2 separate regions of the Danio rerio genome follow, and region 1 is linked to region 2. The links are chromatin contacts, called in public HiCAR-type maps. All regions are on one chromosome and are shown on one strand. The core of a region is the stretch at or near the end of the contact, and the rest is flanking DNA. Distances in the headings are between cores, read along the strand shown.

What was found. HiCAR-type assays count read pairs that join an accessible place to other places.
Region 1: a contact with region 2 is called in a HiCAR-type map of caudal fin, with 4 times the contacts expected there. The contact joins the promoter of clint1a here to the promoter of ebf1a in region 2. A contact is called at or near these places in 1 of 18 Hi-C or Micro-C datasets (caudal fin) and 2 of 4 datasets of contacts at active chromatin or transcription factors (caudal fin and embryo).

The regions. Positions count from the first base shown.
Region 1 is chr14:39,968,414-39,971,550 of GRCz12tu, forward strand. clint1a (clathrin interactor 1a) reads left to right here and starts at 1,445. Exons shown (of 12, transcript NM_001003412.1): 1 at 1,445-1,582. The coding sequence starts at 1,542.
Region 2 is chr14:39,623,005-39,625,880 of GRCz12tu, forward strand. It overlaps ebf1a (EBF transcription factor 1a), which reads left to right and starts at 1,377. Exons shown (of 17, transcript NM_001423971.1): 1 at 1,377-2,101; 2 at 2,827-2,876. The coding sequence starts at 1,968. LOC141377560 (a long non-coding RNA gene) reads right to left here and starts at 1,190. Exons shown (of 3, transcript XR_012389897.1): 1 at 1,075-1,190.

The DNA.
Region 1 (3,137 bases), core at 195-2,694, 350 kb after region 2:
TCAGTTTGATCATTTGTTTGGGTTATTAATAAACTCATTATTCTTTCATTCATTTTCTTTTCGGCTTAGTCCCTTTATTAATCCAGGGTCGCCACAGCGGAATGAACCGCCAACTTATCCAGCACATTTTTACACAGTGGATGCCCTTCCAGCAGCAACCCATCTCTGGGAATAATAAACTCATTAATCTTCATTAATTTTAGACATGGCATATACCGTATGATGTACAATAAAAGCACGTAAAAAGTTATTTATACAGTATATATATATATATATATATATATATATATATACAGTTGAAGTCAGAATTATTAGCCCCCTTTTGATTTTTATTTTCTTTTTTAAATATTTCCCAAATTATTTTTAACAGAGCAATGAAATTTTCACGGTATGTCTAATAATATTTTTTCTTCTGGAGAAAGTCTTATTTGTTTTAGTTCGGCTAGAATAAAAGCAGTTATTAATTTTTTAAAAGCCATTTTTGGGACAAAATTATTAGCCCCTTTAAGCTATTTTTTTTAAAAATAATTTACAGAGCAAACCATCATTACACAATACTTTGCCTAATTACCCTGACCTGCCTAGTTAACCTAATTAACCAAGTTAAGCCTTTAAATGTCATTTTAAGCTGTATAGAAGTGTCTTGAAAAATATAAAGTAAAATATTATTTACTGTCATTATGACAAAGATAAAATAAATCAGTTATTAGAAATAAGTTTTTAAAACTTTTATGCTTAGAAATGTGCTGAAACAATCTTCCCTCCATTAAACAGAAATTTGGGAAAAAAATAAACAGGGGTGCTAATAATTCAGGGGGGCTAATAATTCTGACTTCAACTGTATATATATATATATATATATATATATATATATATATATATATATATATATATATATATGAAAAGTGTTTTTAAACTAAACATAGATTTTTATTTGGTTTGCACATGTACTTCTTGAATTACTTCAAGGAATAAATAGCAATATTTCAAGAAGAATTAATTGAAAAAAACACAAAAATATAACATTACACTGAATTCATAATTTTTTTTTGTGTGCCACCCCAAGATTTGGTGCGGCCTCTTCTGGCCACCCCTAAGAAAATTTTCTGGGGGCGCCACTGCAGAACGAAGAATTGACATCAATTTCTTCAATGAATCTGGTTAAAAAATGCTTAACAGGGTAAAGTTTATGTAGTATCTTAAGTAAGATTTCTTTGATTTTCTTTGAAATTATATATTTAATAGATACCCAGAGTTTCCTTCAATTAATATTCCTTCTCTACCATTTTCTGCAAGGTTACTTTAAAGTATATTATGTCATATCCTCATCTTGAAAGGATGTAGTGTTTCTGCTGAAGCAGCCTACGAAATTTCCGTAAGTGACGGAGCATTTCCGTAGAAACCTGTGTGGCCTGCGCTCCTCCGCCGTAACTTTAGAGTTCATGCTTCGGCTTTCGTGACAGCTCTACTGGCACGACCAGCGGATTTCAAGGGCTGGAACACCTGTTTACTCGACCGAGAGCCACAGCGACACGGCCAAGATGTTGAATATGTGGAAAGTGCGGGAGCTGGTTGATAAAGCGTGAGTATTTTGGATGTTTCCGAAAGTATTTCGGCGTCTTGCCTCGTACCTGTTGAAAATGAGACACGTACGCACTCATTGACGTCACATCGCACTCTCGAGACTGGAGCTAAGTTAGCACAGCGGCTAACAACAGCTTTGTGTTCCCCTTAAAAGTCTTGTATTTCACCAGTGCAGATTTTTCAATCGGTTTTGTTACTTTACAAGAGGTCTAAACTTGTTTATTAACGCCCTAATATTGCACAGGGATCCTTAATATCAACACATTGGCTAATTTTATGACACTTGCTAAACTTGTGCTGGCTGTCAAAACACGGCGCTTGTGTATCAAAGTGCTTTCCACATAAACTAACCTTGCGATTGTTTATCTTTTTAAGTGAGAAAACTGTTGTTTAAAACAGGAGTATGCGTTTAAATTTATATATGAAGTGACTTAAACTTTTTGTAACGTTCGGGAGTCATTTGTTCAAGCTAACTAGTTAGCCTAATATGAACAACAGCTCATTGTTCATATTTGTGTGCTGTGTGTTTACTGCCGATTATTCAACAAACTGTTTACATTTTTCAAAGCCATGGATGTGTCGGTGATTATACAGTAATAGAGGCCACTGAGTTTCATGAAAACTGCAGCAGTTAAACAGAAACTTGTGTTTTTACCCCTAAAACGAGAGGGACATCAAACACTTCAGAAATATAGTTTCTGTTATGCTTTAGTACAAACCAAACTAATACACATTTGTTCAGAAGAAGAAAATGTATCTCCAATGAAAATAACATTTTAAACAAACATAAACAACATTATACTCAAAGGTCAAAGAAATGTTTTACATGAATTGGTTTATATTTAGTATTTTGAACTAAATTTCAGCTGGGACCCACTTTTAACATGTTTCCAAACCATTTAAATCTTGCATGAGGTGTAAGTTCCTATAAAATTAACATGGTATTGTGACATTTTTCTATCTGAATTTGAATAAAGGGCATTGTTTTATTAAAGTATTCCTTCTCACAAACTTTTGTGCACAGCAAACTAACAGTTGTAGAGAAATGGCTTATGGTGTTTTACTTGAGCTGTCTAACAGCCTTACAGAAGGATAGACATTCAAGAGTGGAAACAAATTTGATTAAAGATTACCAAAATTTCTTGCAAAGAGTAATCATTCACCTCAAGAAGAGCAATGTGAGCCATTAAAATCTATTTATTTTGGTTTGTTGCAGACTTTAAGAGTTTTGTTTTTAGCTGTGCTATCTAAAATCAAACTGTCAGTTACTGTTTAATGAATAATTTACGAGTTTGTTTATTATGAAAGGATTGCAATTTAGAATTAAATGTGCCAGTCAGAGATAACTCAAATCTGTAGCTGGTCACCCCTTATTAAACAGAAACTTTGTGACATAAATATCATTTTAATTTTAGAAAGTTTAATCATTTTAATTAAAAAAATAGAATAAAATGATCTGTTTTATGGTGATCATTAATTATTGTGCAACTCTCAATCTAGTTTTCCCCCCATTCTTATCTTGCTATTTTCTCATAGTACAGAACAGCGGTTGT
Region 2 (2,876 bases), core at 127-2,626:
GCTCTGCATAGGACGGACTCAGACCTCTCTCCTCCGTGCAATTCATTTAGCTCTGGTGCAATATCCATATCCGGAGCAAGCTCATTTTGAACATTTCTGAAATATAATAAAGCATATTTCAAATATTAATAAAAATGATTTTGTTTAAAAGAGGAAAAAAGTGCTGCTATTTACACTGTTTTGCGCTTATATTGTATTTTGTGTAGTCGTTTTATATTGTTTTTGACTAAGCATGCTGTTTAAACATTAGGTCTGAATGATCCGGTTTTGTTTGATGCGTTTAGCCTATTGTCGCTGCGGTGTTATATGGATTATAATATCTGCATTCTGCTCCTTTATCTATACTAATAAAAAAGTAGGCAATTTTAAAAAGCATTAAATAATTTTGTCAGTAAGGATTTTATAGTTTATTTTTTACTGATAACTGAAATAATAAAAAACAAACCTCAATGTTGGTGCAATGCACTAAGACGTCTCTTTGGAAATGTTTATGACACTAATTATAAATTTAGTCACATTGGTTGTCAAACATAGTATTTCTCGGGTTTATGTCTCTCATACGCACATTAATGAAATACTTCATACTTTATAATACTTTATACTACATTATGGTATTAGCCTAATAAAAAATCGACAATGATGTTTTAAAGAAAGCAGAATATCCTAGTGTGACCACGTTTTGGTTGGCTATATTAAAGCCTACCAGCTTACAAAAGTTCTCAATTCATTTATTTTACCTGAATATAAACTCTCAAGAACACACATCGCGCTCGTCTAGCAGGTAACCATAGCAACAGAGGTCTGTTTGACATGTCATTATTGATAATTTATGAAATAAAAATACTGACATAGCTATCATATTCTCTTTAAGCAATAATGCAGTGTTTTAAGGGCTTTTGGAAAAGCTGATAAATCTGCCAGGGGCGCCAAACCTCAACGCAACGCGCGCGGCGAAAACTCCCTCAGAAATGTTTTTATAAAACATCCAACTCTTGAGAGAGTTGCTGAACAACCCTAACACTAGCTCATCCCTATTTAAACAAACCCACTGTGCTGTTTCTTAAACAAACTTACAATATTAAAAGACAACTCTGCGTTCATGCGAACCACATCAGCTTGGCTCGACTCGCGCGGCGCGCTCCGGACTGCAGCTCCCCGCGTGACATTTAACGCGCGCATAACTTCTTTCTGGTTTCCCCTCTAAACACGCAGCTCGCTAAGTGGGCAGGGCGGGCTGTGATATCTAATTAGGCGACGGGCTTCGTGGTTGGGTGGACAGCTAATGGTAGTTCGGCTTACTTATGTTTGGGGGGCGGCCCTGCGTGCGCAGTCACTCCCTCCTCCTCCACCTCCTCCTCCCTTTGGGGTTAGTTTGCTTGTGTTTAGTTCCCAGAGACAGTCAAATCGGATTCCTTTGGGAAAGGACACAAATCACTCCCGTTTGAACAAGGGGAACAGCGAGGGAGCTGTCTCCACAAGGGTCCACCTCTCGTGGTTGATTTCATATTGCTCATTCATGTGATTTGATCAGAGAATACTCTTTGTGGAGAAAGACAGGAAAGGAAAGGAGGAGAAAATAAAGAAAGAAAAAAAATAGTCTCTGGATGATGACATTTGATCTAACCCTCAGCGAAGCCCGTTCTTGATCCTATTGTTTCTTAAAGTGACATTAGACTTTTTTCCCTCTTTCTCTCTCTCCCCCGCGCGCTAGACCGAAGGGACCTCCGGTTTAATCTTGCAGTTTTTGGTTTGTTTGTTTGTTTATTGTTGTGCGGTGTTCCCAAACCTGGATGTTGACATCTCGCGTTTCTTTTGGCACGTCGGTGTATTTTCGGTTTCACAGAGGAAGCGCTAATAGAGACAAACGCGGTGACACCTGCTCACCCGTACTCCTCTCCTTGTCTTTTTTTAACGGAGCGATCAAAAGAAGCAAGCAGCGACTGAGACGGTGACAGGAGTCTGTTTTCATGTTCGGGATTCAAGACAGCATTCAAAGGAGCGGGAGTAGTATGAAAGAGGAGCCCATCGGTGCCGGGATGAACGCTGTCCGGACATGGATGCAGGGCGCCGGAGTGTTGGATGCGAACACAGCCGCTCAGAGGTAAGCCGGCGGCGGTCTGCAGCGCCACGGCAACAGCTCGACGGAATGATATCGGGCGCTTATCATCCTGGGACGACACAAAACGCTCATGTATATCATCCTAATCAGTGCGCGATATCTGCTTATTAATAACCAGCTGACAAAGAGATTGATTTATTGCTGCGATAAGTTCGTAGCATCCTCCTGCGTGTCGTCGGCACCGACACATTGAAACGATGGAGTTGCAAGTCACATTTAAACTATTTAAAAAATATTTCTTCTGACATTATTATTTTAGCCTTAAAATAGCGGCTGCTTTTTAATGACTTTGCAACAGTGCGTTGATTTATTTGCCCTAAAATATGGAGTTTTAAAGAAAATAAATACCAGTAGCCTAGCTTACTTGTTTGTTCAAGTATAGATTTAGAGCAATTAAGCTACTTTATGATTTATCACAATTGCCAATAGTATGTTAAATGGAATATATGTTGTTAAAGACTAGCATAACTTTTTAAGTGATTGTGTAAAACACAAAGCTATATTTCAAGTTGTTTTCTTAAACTAATAAAGCAATTCACGTGTGCTATTTCAGGGCTTTCCCGTTGCACATTTGAACTAAAATTAGCCTATTTATTTTTAATATTTTGAGACAATTATAATAAATCACAAAATAGGCTATAATTGTTGCTTTTAATTATAAATACATCCATCATCATTCTGTCTGTCTTTCTTCTGTGTGTTTATAGTGGAGTGGGTCTTGCTCGAGCACACTTTGAGAAGCAACCTCCTTCAAACC